Linked DNA regions of Sus scrofa: region 2 is linked to region 1. Evidence: chromatin contacts called from public Hi-C data. All regions are on one chromosome and are shown on one strand. Each heading gives the region's core, a stretch centred on a gene start, on an enhancer-like site or on the middle of the called end of the contact. The rest is flanking DNA. Distances are from core to core; before and after follow the strand shown. Region 1 holds the start of CXXC5 (CXXC-type zinc finger protein 5). Region 2 overlaps CXXC5 (CXXC-type zinc finger protein 5).

Evidence for each region. A called contact is a pair of places that touch in the nucleus more often than the background predicts.
Region 2: a Hi-C map of brain shows a contact between it and region 1, with 4 times the contacts expected there. The contact joins the enhancer-like site here to the promoter of CXXC5 in region 1. A contact is called at or near these places in 1 of 5 promoter capture datasets (liver), 9 of 47 Hi-C or Micro-C datasets (blood, brain, fetal liver and 5 more) and 1 of 2 datasets of contacts at active chromatin or transcription factors (skeletal muscle).

What each region holds. Positions count from the first base shown.
Region 1 is chr2:141,479,545-141,484,093 of Sscrofa11.1, reverse strand. It overlaps CXXC5 (CXXC-type zinc finger protein 5), which reads right to left and starts at 3,102. Exons shown (of 5, transcript XM_021084872.1): 1 at 3,002-3,102.
Region 2 is chr2:141,514,208-141,518,997 of Sscrofa11.1, reverse strand. It overlaps CXXC5 (CXXC-type zinc finger protein 5), which reads right to left. Exons shown (of 5, transcript XM_021084872.1): 5 at 4,671-4,790. Among named protein-coding and RNA genes, the nearest start is that of CXXC5, 36 kb to the right of the region's middle. Within about 2 kb of position 1,652, at least 24 of the 83 cell types and tissues checked have an H3K27ac peak or open chromatin away from gene starts, as enhancers often do. A contact at or near this core is called in brain, fetal liver and omental adipose tissue, where this site is marked.

The DNA of each region.
Region 1 (4,549 bases), core at 1,853-4,352:
GTCAGCGATTGGTGCCGGCACCCCCAGTAGGGTGGGGCTTGACACACAGTAGGGGCTCAATAAATACACACTGGGCCGAGGAATAAGGGAATTAGACATAAAGACGGGGCAATAATAATGCCAACGGGAAGGTCCGCCCCATTCTTGGCGCGTTAAAGCAGGCTTCAAAGCACAGTGCTGGGGGAGCTCGTCCAGACTTCAGGGTCCAGACAGGCGCTCTAGGAGAGTAGGCCCGGGTCTGGCTCATGGGGATCCTGCCATGCCCCCACCTTATCCCGCACCCTGGAAAGTCAGTGGACCTCAGGCCAGCCCACACGCCTTCCTCCCAGAGAGGGCCCCCACTTCCATTCCACTCTTCCCTAAACAGGTGGAGCGCTAAAGAAGGTATCTGACTCCCAGAGACTTGGTCCTCGAGCGAGATGCCAGCCTGCCTCTCACACCCCTATGAGCCTCAGTTTCACACTTGGCAAGTGGGTCGAAGGTAGGCAGAAAGCTTGAAAGAGCCAGAAAGCGGTGGGGGTCACAGTGGGAACCCAGAGAACACAGGCCTGAGCTGGCCTGGGCCCTGGATGCAGAAGGCTCCCCTCCCCTCCCCTCCCCCCACCCAGCCCAGCCCTGCCGGGTGGACATTCCAGGCCTCACGTGATAAAGACGAGGCCGCTGGCCCACGGGTAAGTCAACAGGCTCTGTCGGGGAGAGATAGGAGGCCCTGGCCAGGGTCACCTGCTGAGCGGGGGGGGGGGGGGGGCGGCAGCCGGGCCCAAATACACACATAAATAAGGCACCAAAGGACAGCCAGTCAGCCGAGGGTCTGCCTTCGGCGGCGGAGGAACCTCTGCCCCCACCCAGGAAAGGGAGGTGGCACGGGAGAGGGAGGGGCAAGCCCAGCTCCTGCCCTCCTGGTAGCGCGGGGCTCCTACCGGGGTTGGAGGGGGGCTTCCACCAGGATCCCCAGGACCCACTGAGCGCTCAGAGGCCAACCTCCCTCAGCTGTTCCCACCCCTTCCCAGGGCAAAAATCATCTCCTCCCCAAGGAGAGAGGACAATTTCCGTTCTGAGAAGGGGGTGAGTTCTGGGAAGGGGGTGACAGCTGCAGAGCGGGCCACTCCCCCCCCCCGCAGCTCTTACTTGAGCCTCATCCAGGGAAACTGCTAAATCAACACTACGAAGTAGTAGGTAGCGCGGGCCTCAGTCGCCTCGAATCGCTCTCCAAAGGGCTGTGGAGGAGGAGGCTTCGGGGCGCAGCTCCCGGGTTTCCTCGGTTGGCACCCAAGCTACGGGGGTCCTTCGGGAGCGGGATCAGGGCGCGTTCGGGCCACCCCCTAAGGACGTCTCATTTAAACGCTCTCAGCTGCAGGGACAGCCACCCCCCCCCCGCCCGCCCGCCCCCGCGAGCCGGGGCAGCTGAGGTGGCGCCGGGCGTTCAAATAGCGCTCCAAACAAGTCCGCAGCCACCGCGCACGCAGCCCCCGCCAGGCGGCCCCAGCGGAAAACTTGAAAGGGACTCTGTTTGCCGGTCGCCCTGGGGCGGCTCCGGCGGGGCGAGGGCCGAACGACCGCACACGCCCCCTCCCCAGTGCTTCCTGCGCCAACGCGGGGAGGGGACGGCGGGCCCGCCACAAAACCCAGGGCTCGGAACAGCGCCCGCGGCGCAGGGAGGCGGAGGGCCAGAGGCTGCCTCGCCGGGGCCGCCCCCCCCACCCCCGCCCCAGCCCCTTCCATCCCAAGAAGCGACTCTCAGACCACCCAGGGTCGAGGGGGGCCAAGGAGGGTGCGGCTGCCAACCCTTCAGCACCCCCCCCCGTCGCAGGAGACAAGGGGAGGGCACGAGTCTTTCCGGATGGGTCCCTACAGAACCCCCAAATCTGCGGCTGCCTCCTCGCAGCCCGTGGCACCAGCCCAACTCCGCGCACCTTTTCCGATTCCTAAAGCGGGGGGGGGGGGGTAGCAAAAAGCGAACCTAGTCCCTCCTTGAGCGCTTCGGCTCTCCTGACAGGTCCCAGGGGCAGCCCCCCATTTAAAAACCGGGGTCACTCACTTTCTGTTGATCCTACAAATAAACAAAGCCTGACGCACCCCGCGCTCCCCGCCGGGAAGCAGCCCATTCCGGGCGAGGACAACTTCCCCCGGCAAGAAAATTAACACATTCTTCCCGAGGCGGTGCAGCCCCTCGCTCCGGGGAAGCAAAGGGGAGGGGGGGCTGGGGCCCAAACTTCACGGGTAAATTTGGAGCCAGAGCAGCGAGGCAGGCGCCTGGGACACCCGCCTCCCACAGCTCCGCAGCGAGAGGAACACCCCCAGTCTCCCACCCTGGCTTTGCCTGCTGTTTGGCCACGCGGGGCTCGAGAGCCAGCCTGAAAGACTCCCCAGGGCTGGGGAGGATGGGAGAACGAGGCCGCGGGGAGCAGCGGTGGTGGGGGGTGATCCTTTAACGGAAAAAGAAGGTCAAACTTGATCAGCCCGCCAGGCACCCCGCGGGCAGCGGGGGCGAGGAGCCGGAGGGGAAATGTAGAAGTGGCCACCGCCCCCTCAAGTGGAGGGGGAGACTCAGCCACGCGTGGTCCAGGGCATTAAGAGCAGTTACCGTCGCCCCCCAAACACCAGGCTGCGAATGGGGCATGGTGGGGGGAGTGCGCGCCGGAGAGCTCCAATCAGCCGCCCCCGCAGGCGGAGCGCCCGCCCAACACCGAGAGGTGAGGACCCGGGCTCCCGCCGCCCCTGAGCCCTCAGGCTCGAGGACCTGGGGAGGGGACAGGAGCCCCAGCCCCAATCCATGGCGCCCAAGCCGCCGTCCCCGACCCTAAAACCCCTCTTTTTGTCTGAACTCAGTGATCTGCGACCGAGCTGACTGCGGCTTGGGGAGGCTGGAGTATAGCAGAGGCCACCGAGCGATCCCCGGAGCTCGGGCTCCCAGCCGCCGGGGCTCCCGGGCTCAGGCCACCGGCACCCCCTGCCCCACCCAAACCCGGACCCCTCCTTCCCCGTCCCTGGCTCTCCGCACCTGAACTTCGGGGGAGCCCGCGCCGCCAAACTTTCCGCCGACTTGCAGCGAACTCCGGCCCCGGCCGCGCACCGGGCCCCGGGGAGGAGAGGGAGGTAGGCGGGGAAGGGGAGGGGGCCGGCCTCCGGGGGGTCGGGGGAGGGCCGTGGCCCGACACCTACCGGCTCTCAGAGTCGTCCAAGCCGCCACCGCCGCCGCCGCCGCCGCCGCCGCCGCGAGGCCGAGGGGGAGGGGCGGGGCGGAGAGCTGCGCTCCTCTCTGGGCACAGCCGCCGCGGTGCGCTCCGCTCCAGCCGCGCCGCCCGCCGTGCCCGGGGCCGGAGCCGGAGTCACGCCGCCGCGGCTGGCCGGAGGCGGGGAGGGGGGGGGAGCCTGCAGCACCTGCCCCTCCTCCCCCTCCCCGCGGCCCAAATTAAAAAACAACAAAAAGCAACTAATCACCCCCGAGCGCAGCGCGGCGCGGCTGGCGGAGGGCGCAGCGTGAGGCGCCCGGACTCAGCAGGCGGCGCGCATGGCTGGGCGCGGGCTGGGCAGGGCTGGGACGCGGGGCCCGGCTTCGGGGAACAAGGTCCTGCCGCTCTTCTCGCTCGGCTCCGGCGCCTGCTCTCGCCGCCGCCGCCGCCTCTGCTGCCGCCAGTGCCGCCGCCTCTACATCCCCGCTCAGGCTCCGCCGCCTCTGCCGCCGCCGCCGCCGCCGCCGCCGCGCGCCCGCCGGGGCAGGAGCTCTGAACGCTGCCCGGGGGCTGCCGGCAAAACCCGGACCGGACTCGACGCTCCCTCCCTCCCGACGCAGCCCTGGCCACTTGGACGCCGCAGGCTCTGAGGCTGGAGCTGCAGCCACTGCGCCTCCAGCTCTCCGCGCCCTGACCTGGTCGGCCCTGGCTCAGCTCCCCGGCGCGCCCCGTCTTCACCTCTTTCTCCGCAACTTTACAAAAATAAATAAATAAATACATAAGAGGACCTCTCTCGTTTTGTGAGGAGGGCATGCGCTCGGCGACGCACCTGACGAGGAAATCCGCCGCCCCTCTGTCCCCTCTGTTCGGCCGGCCGCCAAGCTGCAAGGACCGGTGCTGAGGGTTTGGCCGCGCCCCGCGGCTCAGCGGCGCGTAGGGTCGGGAACTCCTAGCCGAGCACTCTCGGAATTAGACGCGTGTTGAAGGACTCCTCCCTTCCCAGGGCGCTTTCCCGAACTCGGTGGGCTCTAGTTCTCCGGGAGAAAGGGAGCCGAGGTTCCTGTCCCCATTTCACAGATGAGGAAACCGAGCCGAGGAAGGGCATTTTGTTTCCTGTGCCGGCGCCACCCCAAGCCCTGAGTCCTGGAGCTAAAGCGACTGCATTGTGGCCCTGAGACGGGACCGCGAAGTGTAAACTCAGCCTGAGACAGTGCCTAGCACAGAGCATTGCTCGACAGACAGATACCGGCTGAAAGAGAACAAAAGCCCAGTGGGTACAGATTTGGGCCCGCATATCCTGAGCACCACTCGGTGCCCCTCCATCTGCCCAGCTTGGGCTAATCCTAAGGCTGCAGATGTCCTCTTCTCATCTCTTC
Region 2 (4,790 bases), core at 403-2,902, 36 kb before region 1:
ATCGCGGCCCTGAAGCCGGGCAATGTCACCCAGGCAGCGCTGGGGGTGGCATGGGGACACTTGCCCTGGCGCGCGTGGGTTAAGAAAGCTCCTGAGGAGGAGCCACCTGAAAGAGGGGCAGGCGCTGGGAGGGAGGGGGAGGCGGGAGGCGACAGCCCAGCCTCCGGACCCCGCCCCCAGCCCGCCGGGCCCTGGCGGACCTGGCGCTCCTCCCCGGGGCCCACCCCATCTTCACGCCCTGCTGCCTGGAATCTGAGGCAGCCCTTGTTCTCTGGCAGGAGGGGAATTTAATGCCGCTGAGGGATGGCAGGTCGACAGGCGACGAGAGATGAAAGTGTCCGCTCTGGCAGCCGGTCGGTGGCCTCCGGGGACCCTCTCCCGTAGCCCCTCTAGCCTCCCCAGCCAGTCTCCACCCGGTGTGGCAGAAAGAGCCCTCCAGGGGCCCCCAGGAGAGAGGTGGACCTCTGGGGACGGGACTCCCTCCAGGGCTGTGTGAGCTTGGGGGGCAGCTGGGCCTCTCTGTGCAGCTTACCTGCCTGCGGGGCGCCTGGGCCAAGGATTATTACCATGCTGGTGGCGGCCTGTCCCTCCCCTGCTTCGGCTGTCGTAAGCAGGGCCTGTCAGCACAGGGCGGCGGGCGGGCCGTGGGGGGCCAGGGCTGGCTGCACAGTGACCTCCATCCGTCCATCCGTCTCTGGCACCTGGGAGGGAGTGGGAGCTGGTGCTGCCGTCAGGGCGGGCCCGAGCGGCCTTGACTGCAGCCCAGCCATGTGGCCGTGGCCACCTCCTTCTTTCTGACAGCACAGAGCTGGGCTGCGTCCGGGAACAGAGGCTGCGGCCCCAAGTCAGAATCTACCCCTTGCGCCACCAGCCCCAGGGCCTTGTTGGAGGTGCTGTGGGTTCTGGCCCTGTGAGGTGACCTGGTTGCTCGGCAAGGCACTCTGCCGAGTGTCCCACGCTACGACCTCTGGTTATGTTGCCCTTTATTCCTGGGAACAGAGAGGCAAGGGCATCTGGCCAAGGTCATCCCCAAGGGCATGCGCACATGCGTGCACACACACACACACGGATTTGATACATGGTGACCAAGAAGAGGGGCGGACTAACGTGTCCAGACTCAGACTCCTGGGCCCTCCTTCCCTGGCGACAGCTGGGCCTCCAAAAGCAGCCTGGTGCCCGAGCTCGAACCAGGGCCCTCGATCCTGCTCTGTGACTCGGGCCTGTCACGTACCGTCTCTGGGTTTCAGACTCTCAAGTCTATAAAATAGATAATAATCTGGATCCTGAGGGCTTTGGAGCCAAAGCAGCGAACTTATTCAACCAGTTGAAACCACCCCCGGCTCAAGACAGCCTCCAAAGAGCCGTGGGCCAAGGCGAAGCAGCCATAGAGAAAGCCGGGGTCCTGGCCCACGATGGCCCAGCGATCACCCAGCGCACAGCCGCGGCTGTCCTGCTTCCTCCTTCCTGCACAGCCTGGCCACCCTGAACTCCGAGCAGAGGGGCAAAGGCCCCGTCTGGAGTGCTGAGTCAGGTTCAGGGCATGAGACAGGGTCCCAGCTTGAGGCGGGGAGCAGGGCAGCAAGGGACTAGGTCAGGCCAGGCCCCGCTGCTGTGGGGGGAGGGGGCGCCTGGCAGGCGCTGGGCAGGCTGGGGTGGGGAGAGGCCTTTGGCGGCCACAGAGAACAAAGAGGCTGGGGTTGCCAGGATATTCTGCGGAGCTGAAGCCGGCGGTGGTGGGGCTGGGAGAGGGGCCGTGGTGGCCGTGGGAACTGTGCCTGCTGCCCCCACGCCAGCTCCCCTACCCAGTCGGGGCCTCAGGGCCAGGCTGGGGTAAGAGGGGCTGCCAGGGGCCTCGACATCCCCAGAGCTGCATGGCTGTCAGGGCAGAGACCCAAGAAAGGCTGTAGACAAAGACACAGGGCACATCATGTCAGCATCACCGAGGGGGTCACAGGGGCACACGGACACATGACGCCACGAGCACACACCGGGCCGTGTCCCAAGGTCACAGCAGGGTCACGGGCCAGCATCACACACTCACGTAGAATCCCTGATATCCGACCCAGGGCTACACCCATGATGGTCACACAGACACAAGCTCACAAACCACATGGAACCACCCACCATCTTGTCACAGGGTCATGCGAGCCACACAGGATTGGCGCGGCCATGCCCAGTGTCACATACTTAGTTGTACGACCGGCTAACACACGGGGTCTGTTACAGGACTGAACAATGTCCCAGGCAATGTCACAGGACATCCCAAAGCGTGAGGCTGCTGGCACATGCTGGCATGGCCACAGGAGGTCTCAGGGCGGCGGCCTACCCCACCTGGTCGCAGACCCATTTCCATGTCACAGTCAGTGTCACGTACAGCCACACTACTGCACAGGGTCTCACGTAGTTGTCAGGGCTTGAGCATCTCTGTCACACACACACACACACACACACCCCTACATGGAAGAGGGCTTGTCTCTAGGCCCAGGTACATTCAGTCCCCAACCTCTCCGACCACCCCCTGCCACTCAGGTGGGGCACTTGAGGGGACGCCTCCCGGGTCACCAGGTCAGGCTCCCCCGCATAGCAGAGGGGAGCTGAGGGCACCCCTTGGGAGGGGAAGTGGACATTTAGCTCCACAGGGGAGCCCGCCTCTCTGTACTTCTCTGTCCGAAGGGACAGCTGCAGGGGTGAGCCTGCCACAGAAAGACACGGAGGCGGGAGAGACAGGAGAGACAGAGCTGGAGACACGAGACACCCGTGGAGGCTGCGGTGTGGACAGATGAGAAAGAGACACACAGAAGGAGGGACAGGCCAGCAGGGACCACGAAGACAGACCCGGATAAAAAGACGCAGAGACGGATGCGCTGGCGCAGGGCCGGCGGGGCTTTGGGTAGGAGGAGGAGGGGGCGGCTTCTTGGTGAGATTTGGGTGAACAATCGCTTTTAAACAGCCGCACAGGCCCTAGCTGCCCTTGACCATTAACGCCGAGCCAGGCCCTGCCCTGGCGTGATGTCACTTCATCCTCAGGCAACTTTCTGGGGGAGAGACCGTGAGTGTCCCGTTTCCCGGAGGAGGTAACTGAGTCTCATCACGTGTTGGGCCTCAAGGTTCTCCCCACCCCCGCCTGCGCCTCCTTCCGACACAGGGGCTGGCCTACTGTTGCCACAGAGCCCGGTCCGAGGGGCCCAGCGTGGAAGAGGTGAGGGGCTTCAAGCTCGGGGCGCCTCTGCGCTGGGGGCTGAGCCCAGGCGCCACGGCTGGGCTGTGGGTTGGCACTCCAAAGGGCACAGGCTGGCTGAGTCACGGCAGCCCCCCTCGGGGCTGGCACCAGAGCTGTCCACCCCACACCTGTAGGCATGCCAGCGAGGGCTGGCCGAGGCCATCTGCGGCCTGTGTGCTGCCAGCAGCCAGGCGGGGGCCTCCTGCCCGGGTGCCCCCTGCTGGCCAGGCTTCCCACTCCCACTCCCCCAGGAGGACCCTTCCCGCCCCCCCGCAAGGTCCTGGAGGTGCTGCAGCTTGCCTCGTGCAGGGGGCGAGGGTGCCCCTGGCTGCAAGCCCCCCTCCCCGCTGGACACCCCCCTTCGGCAGAGCCGCCTGGAGAGATCACAGGCAGCCACATGAAAGGGAATTTTTCCCAGGCAGAGATGAAGTTGAAAGCTGCCTCCCACCGCCCCCGCCTGCCCCTGCTGTGCCAGGCCAGGCTGCTGAGCTCCTGGTGCTCGAAGGGAGCTTGTGACACCCGGCAAGAGCTTGAGGGTCAGAGGCCCCCACCCAACAGGGCTGCTTTTTCTCCTCCCGGGGACAATGGCAGAGATGGCCACCTCGCCGCCCACTCGGCTTCAGAAGCTGCCCCTCCCCTCGTCCCCGAAGCCCTCACCCACCTGAAGCCTGGCCCCGAGAGCATTAGCAAGTCCCTTCTCCAGCCTAGCTCCATCGTAGCCAGGCTCAAAGCAGCGAGGTGGGGAGAAGGCCTCCCGGTCAAGGGGATGACAGGCCTCGTCCTGCAGGCCGGCCTCTGTGGTGCCCAGGGCTGCCACCTCTTCCTGTTCCGGCTGCCCCGGCCTAGCCCACGTGGACATCTGACCTCGGGGGTCCCAGACAACCTCGTGCCGACAAACGTTCTGGGCGGGTAGGGGCAAGAGCCAAAGCCAAGGACACCTCCAGGAAGGGGCTGTACATGGGGACAGGGGGGAGCTGTGTGTGTGTGTGTGTGTGTGTGTGTGTGCCGGGCACAGCCAGGTCCTCGTGAACCTGGCCTAAAACTGCTCCCTGGGAACCCACCATGCCACAGGACTGCAAGTCCAAAAAAATAAGAACCTGGACAGGTAGCTCCGCGCCCTGCCACGCCCGGACCGTGGGCTGCTTTGCCCTGATAAGACCTGATGGACGGACGGAAAAAGAGAAGGTGGCCCCAGGTGAGTGAAGGTCCCCGGAGGTCCAGGCACTGAAGCAGGGGTGCAATCCAGCAGGTGAGGCGCTCCGGGGCGTGCCAATTTCCAGATTAAGAGGACTGCCACCCTGCCGCCAGGCGGGTGGCTCCTGCTCGCCTCCCCTCTGGATCCAGGGCCGTCCCTCTTCCTCCCCAAGAGGAGGGGGGTCCCAGACAACCCCTGCCCAGCAAGAGCCCCCACGCCAGGCCCCCGAGCCGGAGCGCAAGAAGCCAGTGGTGCTTCGTGACACAAACATGCATTCGTTTTATTCACAAAACAGCCTGGTTTTCCTAAAACAATACAAACAGCATGTTCATCAGCAGGAAGCTGGCCATGGGCAAGGAAGGGGGGCCCAGGCCA